Regions from separate parts of the Macaca mulatta genome. Here region 2 is linked to region 1. A link is a contact called in public Hi-C data. All regions are on one chromosome and are shown on one strand. Each heading gives the region's core, a stretch centred on a gene start, on an enhancer-like site or on the middle of the called end of the contact. The rest is flanking DNA. Distances are from core to core; before and after follow the strand shown. Region 1 holds the start of WBP1L (WW domain binding protein 1 like). Region 2 holds the start of CNNM2 (cyclin and CBS domain divalent metal cation transport mediator 2).

What was found. A called contact is a pair of places that touch in the nucleus more often than the background predicts.
Region 2: a contact with region 1 is called in a Hi-C map of fetal cortex germinal zone, with 2.9 times the contacts expected there. The contact joins the promoter of CNNM2 here to the promoter of WBP1L in region 1. A contact is called at or near these places in 2 of 14 Hi-C or Micro-C datasets (CD4 T cells and fetal cortex germinal zone).

The regions. Positions count from the first base shown.
Region 1 is chr9:114,870,242-114,877,474 of T2T-MMU8v2.0, forward strand. WBP1L (WW domain binding protein 1 like) reads left to right here and starts at 3,472. Exons shown (of 4, transcript NM_001194587.3): 1 at 3,472-3,601. The coding sequence starts at 3,512. It also overlaps a transcript of SFXN2 not described here.
Region 2 is chr9:115,053,010-115,060,242 of T2T-MMU8v2.0, forward strand. CNNM2 (cyclin and CBS domain divalent metal cation transport mediator 2) reads left to right here and starts at 3,664. Exons shown (of 9, transcript XR_013398353.1): 1 at 3,664-5,452. LOC144331323 (a long non-coding RNA gene) reads right to left here and starts at 3,686. Exons shown (of 3, transcript XR_013398375.1): 1 at 3,518-3,686.

The sequences.
Region 1 (7,233 bases), core at 2,222-4,721:
TTATACACATGAACCACTGCATCTGGCCTCAGAACATTTTTCTTAGCCCCAAAAGAAACCCCACACCCATTAGCAGTCACTCCACATTCTCCCTACCTGCCAGCACCTCACAATTCACTTCCTGTCTTTAGAGATTTGCATATTCTGAACATTTCATATAAGTGGAGTAATGCAATATGTGGCCCTCTGTGTCTGGCTTCTTAGGATAATGTTTTCAAGGTTCATCCATGTTGTAGCGTATGCAATTTGATTTTAGCTGGTATCTGAACAGAAAAGTCTGTCTTTGAGCTAGCTTCCTTAGGACAGGAGACCTGACTTTATTTCCAAAAGCAAATAGGAAAAGAGAAACATTATCAGAGCCAGTCGAGCTTGGAAACAACTCCTGACTGATGTTCTTTCAGAACCTACAATGTTTCCCATTCCTTCTCAGCTCCTCAAGCCTCTTGGATTTCCTGTTCTTTTACAGACAACTGCTCTTTTGGAAATGTCTAGAAGGTATGTGGTGGCTATAATGTTCAGGGACATTCTAAAAAGTGGTCACTCAAATTGCATCTCAGTCTCATTTTGTAACATCTCTCTTCTTTGAGTTGGCTGCTGTGGGATGTTGAACAAGAGGCAGTTAAGGTTACTAAAAGGCCTTGGTGTGGGAAGTGCTAATCCAGACTGTCCTATCCAATAGCTCAGCTTGAGCTTTCAGGTAAAAGCAGAAAAGGAAGTTGCGGCAAAATCCTTGGTGTTTGCCAAATTGAATTGGGATTTCTTATTTATTGAGAGAAAAAGGGTATCACTCTCTTGCCTAGGCTGGAGTGCAGTGGCATGATCATGACTCACTGCTGCCTCAACCTCCTGAGTAGCTTCTTTTTCCTGAGTTCGGCTTGAATTGCATGGGTAAAAGGTTCCATTGCTCAGGAGAGAAGGAGGAAATGAAGAAGAGGTATAGAAGCTTCCTTTTGATTTAAGATCTTTTCCTCAATCCTGGCTAGAACCAGAATCCTAAAGGTTTCCTGACTACCATGCCCAGCTAATTTTTAAGTTTTTTGTAGACAGAGGGCCTCACTATGTTTCCCAGGTTGGTCTTGAACCCCTGACCTCAAGCAATCCTCACACCTTGGCCTCCCAAAGTATTGGGATTACAGGCGTGAGCCACTGCACCCTACCTGGGGTTTCTTAGTGATGATGAAACCTAGCCTTTATATGGAAGACTTACAACTTTTTGAGGCCGGGATTGAGAAACCTTGTGCCATGAAAATAATTTGGTCCTTGCCTAGTACTCAATTTTTACTTCTTCTCTAAGAAGCTTGACTTGTGGGATGGATAAGTTTCTAAGAAATGAGAGATTGGCAAAAATACTTGTCACTTTTTGCAGTACTTGGCAAAGCAGGATCAAGATAGACCCAGAACTATGGACTTTCTTAAGCTGAGGCAAAACTGACTTAACTCTTACCTGTTTCCCATTTTTCCAACACTTAAGCCAAGAACAACTCCCTCTGGGTTCAGATGGGGGCTAGACTGGGCCAGGCTGTAAAACATTTTGACAGGTTTTTGAGAGGAAATTGACTGCTACAGTCAACTGTGTTATTTGCCATGGGTCTTCCTTTGTCCATTTATTTTACCAACTTTTTTTTTTTTGCTTTTTTTTGAGACAGAGTCTCACTCTGTCACCCAGGCTGGAGTGCAGTGGCACAATCTCGACTCACTGCAACCTTTGCCTCCCGGGTTCAAGCAATTATTCTGCCTCTGCCTCCTGAGTAGCTGAGACTACAGGCGTGCACCACCACGCCTGGCTAATTTTTTGTGTTTTTAGTAGAGATGGGGTTTCACCATGTTGGCCAGGCTCGAGCTCCTGACCTCAGGATCCGCCCACCTCAGCCTCCCAAAGTGCTGGGATTACAGGCATGAGCCACCACACCTGGCCTTTTTTTTTTTTTTTTTTGGAGACAGAGTCTCACTCTGTTGCCCAGGCTGGAGTACAGTGGGACAATCAAGGCTCACTGCAGGCTCAACCTCCCTAGCTCTGGTGATTGTCCCACCTCAGCCTCCCAAGTAGCTGGGACTTCAAGTGCGTACCACCATGCTTGGCTAATTCGGCTAATTTAATTTTTTTATTTTTGTAGAGACAGGGTCTCGCCATGTTGTCCAGGCTGGTTTCAAACTCCTGAGCTCAAGGGATTCATCTGCCTCAGCCTCCCAAAGGGCTAGGATTATAAGCATGAGCCACCACGCCTGGCTATTTTACTAACATTGATCAAGCTCCTGGTTGAGCCTTGTACAGAATATTACAGGCTTTAAAAGAAGAAGAAAGACCTGATATGCTATACAAAAAGCTGCATACTGGGCAGGCAGATGTGTTACGAGAATCCAGAAGCAGCAGCAAGGAGTGGGGGCTAGGAGTTTGTAAGCAAGGAACTGTATCTGCAATATGTAAATGAAGTTATTGGGCATCTCTTCAGTGGTCAGTGTGAGTGGAATGTGTGGGAAAATGTAGTGGTGAGAGGTGACATAAAGAGTAGACAGGGACGAAGTCACAGAGAGGACCGTGTTGGGAAGTTTGGACCCTCTATTCTGTAGGTAGATGAAGTATTTAAAAGAGGAGGCCATGATATAATAATATTTGGTTTAATGTGGTACGGTTGTGGTATGTGGCAGAAATTTGAGAGGGAAGAATTGGCAACTTGCAGGGCAGCAGGGAAGCCATTTGTATTTAGCTAGAAGAACATGGATTGAAGCAATGGATGGTGGATTTCAGAGCAATTTGTGAGGCAGAACCAGAATTTCGTCCGTCGAACTTGGGGTGACGAAGCACTATGCCTCAGATAAAGGTACTGTCTTCTAGGGAATTTAAACGGACCTAAGTTGCTATTTGGGCAGTTGAGACCAAGAGAGGCATCCTGGTTTTAGTGCTGTGCTGCAAGACAAAAGACATTAAAAGATTTTTACGTTGCAATTGTTTTCCTTTTCAGGAGCGCCTGGTTACCTTTCAGGAATAATTTATTTTCCAGCACCGTTAAGAACCACTATACCTCTTTTTCTTTTTTTTTGCTGTGGAAAACTGGAAAACTAGTACTTCCGCCACACTCAAGATGGCTACATCAGTAATAGCCTTTTCCATCCACCTGTGTGGCCTCGCCCATTTATGTAGCTACTTCCGCCACTCTCTGCGGGTTGGGACGCATTTTACACCTCCTCGCAGCTTTCAAGATGGCCCAGCTTCCTCCTACTTTTTATTGGCTGGATCGCTTCGTCTTCAGGAGAAGGCGGGACTTATGTTTGATCGACAGCTACATTGATCAATGGGCAAAGGGCAAAGGCCAACGAGGAGCTGGAAATGGAGAGTCTCCCGCGTGTCTGGGAGGGTGTTTTGTGCGGGGCGGAGTGGAGCCGAGCCGGAAGCGGGAGGGGAGAGTCAAACAGGAAAAGAAGGGAAGAAGGAAGAAGAGGGTAGAGGAGGAGAGGGAGGAGGAGGAGGAGGGAGGTGGCGGCGCCGTGGCGGAGGAGCAGGAGCAGGAGGGGGATGGAGAGGAGAAGGCTCCTGGGTGGCATGGCGCTCCTGCTCCTCCAGGCGCTGCCCAGCCCCCTGTCAGCCAGGGCTGAACCCCCGCAGGTAAGGGGGAGGGGGCGTCTGGGCCATGCTGGGTCCTGGAGGTCGTCGAGGCCTGGCTGGAGGGGTCTGAAGGAGTGTTGTTGCCAAGAGTTGAGGGGTCCCGAGAGGGGCGTCTATGCCTGGCGTGGACAGGATCTAAAGGGGCGTCGGTGTTTAGCTGAGGGACACCTGTGACAGTTTTGGTGTCAAGGAGGTGGCAGAGGCATGATGCCAAGCGAGTGAGGGGCGTTTGAGACGGCAGGTTGGTTAGGCGGGCTGGGGTGACTGTGGCTGGATAGCGGTGCCAAGCTGGGGATGTGGGCCTTATTCGTGTCCCCTCTGTGGAGCAGGTGTCCCAGGCAGCAATGCAGTATGTACGTCTGTCTGTGTAGGGGTACACAGGCTATTGAGTTGGCCTATGAAGGAGAGGATCCTGAGAGGATATTTCTTTCAGGATGGACTGGGGAAAGTTCCGAGGGCATCTTAGTCTCTTTAAAAAAAAAAAAAAAATTATTATGTTCCTGGGAGAGACTTGGCCCCATTTTTAAATCTGTAAGCCATGGCGCCCTTGGTTGGAGGCAGGACTCTCAGAAGGCAGGTGGGATGAAACAGAGTGGAACCCCTCAGGAGGAGGAGCACTCTTTGAGCTGTAACAAGCTCTTGCGGTTAGGCTGGCTGGCCTGGGAGAGCAAGGCACGGATTCTGATCTGAGCCAGCTCAGGGCTTTTGACCACAGGGTGGTTCTGATGCCAATATGGGCAGCAAATGGAGCACCCCAGCTTTTCTTGCTGGGTGGCTTGCTCCTTACCCAGGCAGAGAAGCTTGCATGTGCTGATTCCAGCTCCAGCTGGCATTTCGAAACCCTAACCAGAGCGTTACTGCTGGTGCCAAGTTGGGTGGGGTGCAGTGGGGGCAATCACCCCTCCTTCTTTGCATTTGGCAAAGCTTTATTATTCTTTTTTCTTCACTTTCTGTTCTTTTCCCCGTTTTTTTCAGAAAGGCATACAGACATAGACACATAGCATAATGGCAAAGTCTATACAACTTAGCGCTTGAACTTCTGTTGTGAACAAGAGCAGAAACTGAGTGCCAGCAAAAATACTTATCTTTTCCCTAGGAGTTTTAGGACTGCCTTTTCACAAATACATCTTGTTTTGCCCATTATCCTCTGTTTTAAAATACTGATTAAAAAATAAGTTGAGGCCGGGCGCGGTGGCTCAAGCCTGTAATCCCAGCACTTTGGGAGGCCGAGACGGGCGGATCACGAGGTCAGGAGATCGAGACCATCCTGGGTAACACAGTGAAACCCCGTCTCTACTAAAAAATACAAAAAACTAGCCGGGCGAGGTGGCAGGCGCCTGTAGTCCCAGCTACTCGGGAGGCTGAGGCAGGAGAATGGCGTGAACCCGGGAGGCGGAGCTTGCAGTGAGCTGAGATCCGGCCACTGCACTCCAGCCTGGGTGACAGAGTGAGACTCCGTCTCAAAAAAAAAAAAAAAAAAAGTTGAAATTCACATGACAAAAAACATTTTAAAGTGAACAATTCAGTGGTATTTAGTACACTTACAATGTTGTGCAACTACCACCTCTATCTAGTTCCAAAACATTTTCATCACCCCAGCAGAAAACCTCGTCCCTACTAAGCAGTTACTCTGTGTCTCCCTCTTCCCCCAGCCCCTGGCAACCACCAGTCTGCTTTCAGTCTCTATGGATTTATCTATTCTGGATATTTTATATAAATGAGATCCTACAATATGTGGTCTTTGTGCCTGGCTTCTTTCACTTAGCGTTATGTTTTCAAGGCCTATTCACATCGTAGCATGTACTAGTACTTCATTCCTGTTTATGACCAAGTAACTTTCCGTTGTCTGTATACCACAATTTATTTATGCATTGAAGCATCTAATTTTTCTTTAGGATATGTTTGTGTATACTAGAAATACCATATGAAAGGAATGGAGCTCATTTTCTAGCCCAGCGTATTCCCTTTTCTAGGGTTGGGACCCTTCTGTTTTAGCCTTTGTTGGGGTTGTTTTTCCAGTGAAAATCATAAACTGGAAGGAGAAATACATTTTCTTTGTTTACTAGAAAAGTTATAGTCCTGAGACAACAAAATATAGAATATAGTAAACACAGAATTTACTTTTCCTTTGCGCGTGTCTGTTTCTATAAGTATCTTGAAAAGGCTGTCCCCAATAACCAATAAATGACATCGGTAGAGGGTTGGTTTAGGAATGTCAGAGCTTTTGAAGATGGGCTGGTCAAAGATAGGAACTAGATCCACTTTTTCAGCAAGGGGAATGATGGAAAGTGGAGGTTCCTACTAGGTCATGGAGCCTGGGAGGTGTTGTGAAGATGTGGAAGGGGATTGTTAATATTGTATCCTAATTGCAGTTTGCAAACCACAGGCTGCTTTCTTGTATCTCTGGCACTTCTAATACTTAATTTTGGGGACAGGTGTCTTTTGTACTTTGTTGCATTTGGATGAATGCTAGCACTGACCAACAGCTGTTACGTGGTTACAATTCCTGCAGAGGAGGGAAAGTTTTTGTAATGAGCGGTGGCCCTCTTCCTAACCAGTGCCCACATACCCTCACTCCTGACACTCCCCATACACTCCCATCCCTCACCTTATACCCTGTCTCTTTCTGTCCGGGACTACCAGATATCTATAGTGAGATTTCTGTTTTGAATTTTAACCTTTGGAATGCAAGTTGCTATATAATTATTAACTCTGAATCCACCACAATTTAGTCAATGTATTTTTTGGGTTTTTTTTTTTGTCTGGGGGGAAAGGGTTGCTTGTACAAATCAGTAAGGAAAAAAAATCCCAAGGCCGTTTTGGCACAGGGCTACTTCAAGTACCCACTGTCCTTAATTCAACAGTGAAGTCCAGCTAACTTTGAATTCAGGAGGACTTACTTGTACTCATTCTGTGTCGAATAATGATATCTGCACCTTATTGCATTTCTCCCACAAAATTGATCTACTTAAAATCTTTTTTTTTTTTTTTTTACATACACATTTACTATCAGAAATAAATGATATTGGGCAACTTGCTTTCCCTGTTACCAGTTCTGCATTGAAACAGCCATTTCTTGTTATGCAGGCAGGCCCTGGAAAGTTCATCATCTAGTTCATTCTGTGGTTAGGAACTTAGACTTAATTCTCCTATAGGTTATGACATTACAGCTCACAGACGTGAATGCTTAAATCTATAAAGAATGAAAAAGGACGGGCGTAGTGGCTCACCCCTGTAATCCCAGCACTTTGGGAGGCCGAGGCAGGCAGATCACAAGGTCAAGAGATCAAGACCATCCCGGCCAACATGGTGAAACCCCGTCTCTACTAAAAATATAAAAATTAGCCAGGCATGGTGGTGTGCGCCTGTAGTCCCAGCTACTCGGGAGGCTGAGGCAGAAGAATCTCTTGAATCTGGGAGGTGGAGGTTGTGGTGAGCCAAGGTCATGCTGCTGCACTCTAGCCTGGTGACAGAGTAACACGCCATCTCAAAAAATAAAAAATAATGAGAAAACAATAGAGACTCCAACAGCCTTGGCATTTGTTTCCTCCAGTTAGATTATGATTGAGATACACAGAGTTTCTTTTGGTTGTTTAGATTTAACCAGAATGTTTGTTTTTGTCATTGTTGTT
Region 2 (7,233 bases), core at 2,414-4,913, 180 kb after region 1:
AGCTGGGAAGCCCCTGGAAGTCACCATAAGCCTGCTCTATAGCAGGTCCTCGCTAAAGAGAGGGTAACAGCTGGGCACGGTGGCTCACACCTGTAATCCCAGCACTTTGGGAAGCTGAGGCAGGTGGATCACCTGAGGTTAGGAGTTCGAGACCAGCCTGCCCAACATGGCAAAACTCTGTCTCTACTAAAAATACAAAAAATTAGCCAGGTGTGGTGGCGAGTGCCTGTAATCCCAGCTACTTGGGAGGCTGAGGCAGGAGAATTGCTTGAACCTGGGAGGCAGAGGTTGCAGTGAGCCGAGATCATGCCACTGCACCGCACTCTAGCCTGGGCGACAAGAGCGAAACTCTGTCTCAAAAAAAAAAAAAAAAAAAAAAAAAAAAAAAAAGAGAGAGAGAGAGAGAAACTCCTGAAGCCAAAAAGCCTTCAAACTTGAAGGAAGATCCCTCTTGCTAAGGAACAATTACTTGGCTTAGGCATCTAGATTGTTCTGTGTGTCTTGAGTATACATGAAGAGTATAACCCCCACCAACCACCCAGGATCATTCAGCAACCCTTCGTGTGAATTTGAGATTTGTTTTTTTTTTTAAATATTGTAAGTTGTCTGGGTGTCCTTTCTGACCTTTTTCTTCTATGAAGTCCTGAATTTCTAACTTGCTTCGAAATTGCTGAATGTCACATTTTCCTGTTGTAGCTTTCTCTGAAATGCACAGGAGATGTCTGTAGGGTTGGCAAGCTCCTCCTCCCCACACTTCACTCCTATTCCACACGTGTACTTTCAGCATTTGAGAGCCTGTCTTCTCTCTTAGCTCCCTTAAAAACATTTGTAATATTTCCACTTTTTATGAAGTTAAAATGGTTTCATTTTCAATCCACTAAGTTAGAAGGATCATGTCTGTCCTTAACCTTTGCCAAATATTCTTAAATAATTTTTTTTTCCTTCGAAACTTCCATAATGCCATTCATATAAATGCATGCCAAGCCTGTAGGTGGTTTTCTTCATCTGAACTTACTTTTCAAATATAGCAGTATGAGACTTGGGGTAGGGGAAGCAGCATCATAAATGGAAGGGCTGGAAACTAGATTCAGGGCATTGTTTAAAATAATCAGAATAAATACTTTCACTTATTTAACCTTCTACATATATTGTTTTGAATATCTATCATTGGCTGGGCATGGTGGCTCATACATGTAATCCCAGCACTTTGGGAGGCCAAGGAAGGAGGATCTCTTGAGGCAAGAAGTTTGAGACCAGCCTGGAAACATGGCAAAACCCTGTCTCTACTAAAAATTAAAAGAAAATTAGGCAGATGTGGTGGCGTGTGCTGGTAGTCCTAGCTACTTGGGAGGCTGAGCCCAGGAAGTGGAGACTGCAGTGAGCCATGACTGTGCCACTGTACTCCAGCCTGGATGACAGAGTGAGACCTTGTTTTTTGTTTTTTTGAAAAGAATAAAGAATATCTAGGGCCAGGCATGGTGGCTCACGCCTGTAATCCCAGCACTTTGGGAGGCCCAAGTGGGTGGATCACCTGAGGCCAGGAGTTTGAGACCAGCCTAGCCAATATAGAGTGAAACCCCATCTCTACCGAAAATACAAAAATTAGCTGGGCATAGTGGTGCATGCCTGTAGTCCTAGCTACTAGGGAAGCTGAGGCAGGAGAGAATCCCTTGAACCTAGGAGGCGGAGGTTGCAGTTAACTGAGATCGTGCCACTGCACTCCAGCCTGGGTGACAGAGTGAGACTGTCTCTCAAAAAAAAAAAAAAATATATATATATAAATATAATACATATGTATATGACATATCTATATCTATATATCTACTATTCTAGGCCCTTGTGATACAGCAGTGAACAAACAGACACACTTTCTGCCCTCAGGGAGCTTAAGTTCTAGTGGAAGGAGACAGATAACAAACCAAATCAATAATTTACATAGTGTATTAGAAAGCGATCTTTGCTTTGAAGAAAAATAAAGTAGATGCGGCATAGAGGGAGTGTTTTCCACAAGTTTAAAATCAGATGGCTTTTGAGCAAAGCACTAAAGGAGGTGAAAAAGGGTATGCTGACATCTTAAGCCCAGGAAACAAACAGCAAGTGCAAAGTCTCGCAGGGGAAAATCCCTGGAGTGATGGAGAAACAGCTTGGAGAGAAATTAATTTGGCTTATTATCTGTCTCCTTCCACTAGGAGAACAGCAGGTGATGAGGTCCGAGAAGTAACGAGAGGTAGCAGACCTTTGAGCCTACTAGGATGAGATGGGAAGCCAGTGGAGGCGTTTCAGCCAAGAGAGATACAGAATCTCATGGACAAGATCACTTGCTGCTGGGTTAAGAAGGGAAAGGAGCAGGTGTCGAAGAGGGAAGATCAGTTAGGAGGCCACTGCAATCATTCCAGAAATTACTCATACCAGAAATTAATCAGAGACGTTTGACGCATTTATAAAAGCGGCGGGGGGGGGGGGCCGGAATGTGCTTGTAGAATACAAAAGAGGTAGAGAAACATTAAACATTTTTAATGTTTTAAGTTTCAAGGAAAAGATCAATTTGACAGCTACTTTGCTACCTCGTCACCTCCAGGTGACGCTGGGAGTACTGGGGAGCTAGGTTTCCAGAACTTTTTGCTCTTGAGTGACCTATGACCCTAGCAGAGTTTGGCCAGTGTGATTAAGAATGAGCCTCTGCGGGTCTGCTTAGGATAGGATGCTTGCCGCCCTCCCATTTCCTTAACTTGCCTGGGTTCCTGTTGGGAATACAGATTCGGGGCCCTTCCCACTCTGTAAATATGGAAAAGGGTCTAGGAAGTATATACTTTTAGTAATAATATGTAGGGGTTCTATGACTAGCAAATTTGGGGAACTGTCCCTCTGACCGCGCCATCCGTAACTTTCTGTACACCTTTCGGGGTATGCCGCGGACCTGGAAAGCGTTGCAGGGCGCCCCTGCGGCCCGCAGGTGGCGCCATGTGATCGCGAGCCGCAGAGAGCGCGTACCCTAGGAGTCTTGAGGCGCGAGGACTGCTGGTCGGCAGCTGTGCCGGGGCCACCGACGCCGCTTACCCCAGCGGAGCGCCGCGCACGTAGAGTTGGGGACAGCGGCCGGTGCCCCGGCTTTTTAGGCTGTGTGCATCCCAAGCCGCCTCTAGTTGGCTTCTCGGGCCCCCGGGGCAGGAGGGCGCTGCGGCTTTCTGCCCACGAACTGACAACTGCAGAGCCAGCAAGCCAGTGCATCGGGAACCTGCCGCCTTGCGCCGCAGGGCTTTAGTCCAAGCCCGGCCGGTCCAGGCTCCCGGATCTACTACAGGGTCCCCCGGGGAGCGCGGGCCCCGGGGACGGCTCCTTCCCATTGGCAGCAGGACGGAGGCCACGCCCCTTTCCTACAACTCTCATCTTTGACTGGCTCTCGAGTCCCAGCTGGCCACGCCCCCTCCCCTCGCACATACACAAGAGTCACGCGCCTTTCAGTTGGAAACTTGGCGTGCAGAGGGGGACGGTGGCTCTCATCGCCCCACCCATTTACCTTGCCATTGGTTCGCGGAACGGCACACGGTCACGCCCCCATTCCAGCCCCCTGGCTGGGAGGGCGGGCGCCCGCTTGTGATTGGCCAGTGGGCCTGCCTCTCGCGGGAGCAGCCGGCGCTCCTCTCCCTCCCTCTGTCCCCTCCCGCGAGCCTCGGGGTTCCTCAGCTGGCCGAGGTCGAGTCAGTGTCAGTCAGGGAGGCGAACTGCTGAGCACTGGCCGCGGACGCTCAGTTGCAGTCTCGCCCAGGGGCAGGTACCTGCGCTCGCGCCGCCGGGTGGAAAGGATGAAGCCGCAGCTGGAGCAGCCACCCTATGATTGGCTGTGGCGCTTGTGAACCCAAAGTAAAGATGGCGGGCGGGCAGGCAGCCGCCGCACTGCCCACTTGGAAGATGGCGGCGCGCCGCAGCCTCAGCGCCCGCGGCCGGGGGGTCCTGCAGGCGGCTGCGGGGCGGCTGCTGCCGCTGCTCCTGCTGAGCTGCTGCTGCGGCGCGGGCGGCTGCGCAGCGGTGGGCGAGAACGAGGAGACGGTGATCATCGGGCTGCGGCTGGAGGACACGAACGACGTGTCGTTCATGGAAGGGGGGGCGCTGCGGGTGAGCGAACGGACCCGGGTCAAGCTGCGGGTGTACGGGCAGAACATCAACAACGAGACGTGGTCCCGCATCGCCTTCACCGAACACGAGCGGCGGCGCCACAGCCCGGGGGAGCGCGGGCTGGGGGGCCCCGCGCCGCCGGAGCCGGACAGCGGCCCCCAGCGCTGCGGCATCCGCACCTCAGACATCATCATCTTGCCCCACATCATTCTCAACCGCCGCACCTCGGGCATCATCGAGATCGAGATCAAACCGCTACGCAAGATGGAGAAGAGCAAGTCCTATTACCTGTGCACGTCGCTCTCCACGCCCGCCCTGGGTGCCGGCGGCTCGGGATCCGCGGGTGGCACCGTCGGGGGCAAGGGCGGCTCGGGGGTGGCCGGGCTCCCGCCACCCCCGTGGGCCGAGACCACCTGGATTTACCACGACGGCGAGGACACCAAGATGATCGTAGGCGAAGAGAAGAAATTCCTGCTGCCCTTCTGGCTGCAGGTGATCTTCATTTCGCTGCTGCTGTGCCTGTCGGGCATGTTCAGTGGCCTCAACCTGGGGCTCATGGCCCTGGACCCGATGGAGCTGCGCATCGTGCAGAACTGCGGCACGGAGAAGGAGAAGAATTACGCCAAGCGCATCGAGCCGGTGCGCAGGCAAGGCAACTACCTGCTGTGCTCACTGCTGCTGGGCAACGTGCTGGTCAACACCACGCTCACCATCCTGCTCGACGACATCGCCGGCTCGGGCCTCGTGGCCGTGGTGGTCTCCACCATCGGCATCGTCATCTTCGGGGAGATAGTGCCCCAGGCCATCTGCTCCCGCCACGGCCTGGCTGTGGGGGCCAACACCATCTTCCTCACCAAGTTTTTCATGATGATGACCTTCCCCGCTTCCTACCCGGTCAGCAAGCTGCTGGACTGCGTCCTAGGCCAGGAGATAGGCACCGTCTATAACCGGGAAAAACTGCTGGAGATGCTCCGGGTCACCGACCCCTACAACGACCTCGTTAAGGAGGAACTGAACATCATCCAAGGGGCGCTGGAGCTCCGCACCAAGACGGTGGAGGACGTGATGACCCCACTCCGGGACTGCTTCATGATCACTGGCGAAGCCATCCTGGATTTCAACACCATGTCTGAGATCATGGAGAGCGGCTACACCCGCATTCCAGTGTTTGAAGGGGAGCGCTCCAATATCGTGGACCTGCTGTTCGTCAAAGACTTGGCCTTCGTGGATCCAGATGACTGTACTCCCCTGAAAACCATCACCAAATTTTATAACCACCCCTTGCACTTTGTTTTCAATGACACCAAGTTGGACGCTATGCTGGAAGAATTTAAGAAAGGTGGGAAATTTTGGTCTCTTTCATTGGCTTGCTCTTTCTCTCTCCATCCTCTTCCCTACTTGAGCCCTCTACCCTCAGACCAACCCCCCAAGGCGAGTTGACCGGGATTTCTCCTTCTCTCTCTTAATTGCAAAGTTGAAAGGGTGGCGTGGATTTGGGGATGGATTGAACTAGTAAGTGCTACTAGGTTATTTTAAAGCACAAGACTGCCATCACTTACTTTTTACCATTATCAAAAAGCAGGCTGTGTAATTTCTGTGCATGACACTTTTTTTTTTTTGGTTCCGTGTGTGGGGCCTCTGTGCTTGAGGGGTCTGCCGCCTTCATTGTCTGGGTTCTCAGTGGGTAGGTGAAGGTAGGGGCTGGCTGATGCCATGCCATTTGGTTGACTTTAATCACAGGCATTTGGAAAACATGTAAATAGCTTTTGTAAACTCAGTGCAGTCGTTTTCCTTCTCCTTAAACATCCACACTGGCCTTTCAAAGATCGAAGTACATTTTCTATAGCTTCTGTTCCTGCTTGCCTGGCAACTTACGGGGAAGATTGAGGTCTGCCTTTGAGGGTAAGGGGCGGGGTAAACTAAGTATCGCCAAAAAAAATCACCCATTTTCGATGTGACTTCTCTTAGCTAGAAAAGTGTTGTTGTTGTTGTTGTTTTAAATTAAAATTACTAATATGTAACTTGGAAAGACTAGCGGTTAGCCAGCCTTTTGTGAAGAGGCTGTATGTCCCGTAGCCTTCTTCACTATTTGTTTACGTTTATCTGACAATAGTTACAGTTGCCCAAACCAAGTGTGATTTTGGCAGAAAGCTTGCACCTTTAACAGTGGGATGAATCCCTCTATTGGGGCTTATTTATTTCTTGACTCTTTCAGTCTAAGTGTTCTTTTTTTCCACCTTGGTCATCCGATACATTAAACTGAATTATGTCTCCGTCAACTCTCACTGTTCCAAGGTGAGAAATTATACAACACATCATTTCTTGCATTGTGGTATTTGTTCGCTTGACCATATAATGAACAGGTAAATAGCAACTTGTACTATTATTATTGAAGTTCTGAATGTTTCCAGTAAAATGTTTCCACTATTTCAAATAGTGTTATTTGAAAACCAAGGGATGCTGAGTTTTTGAATTATTATGATGCTAGTGCATGTGCGGGTACTGAAATGTGTATGTAAACTTTCGTGACCTAATAGTCCTCAAAACCAAGTTTTCCTTCTTCAAATAGAATTTTGATCACTGGTAGTAGTCTCTCCTCTGAAGAAGGTGATATGTACCTAGTGACAGCTCACTGGATATGATGATCTGAACATACTCAAAGAGCATATGGTTGTCCTAATTCCGTTTTTCTGGTTGAATGATGCCCTCTTTAGAACAGGATCTCATTGTAGTAATTTTTTTTTTTTTTTTTTTTTGAGACGGAGTCTCGCTCCGTCGCCCAGGCTGGAATGCGGTGGCACAATCTCCACTCACTGCAAGCTCTGCCTCCCAGGTTCACACCATTCTCCTGCCTCAGCCTCCCAAGTAGCTGAGACTACAGGCGCCTGCCACCATGCCCGGCTAATTTTTTATATTTTTAGTAGAGACAGGGTTTCACCATGTTAGCCAGGATGGTCTCGATCTCCTGACCTCATGATCCGCCTGCCTCGGTCTCCCAAAGTGTTGGGATTACAGGCGTGAGCCACCGCGCCCGGCCACATTGCAGTAATTTTTATACAAAGGAAAAGAGCAGAATGTGTTTTGAAGATTGGTAAATTTGCATTTAAAAGCAGGAGGTTC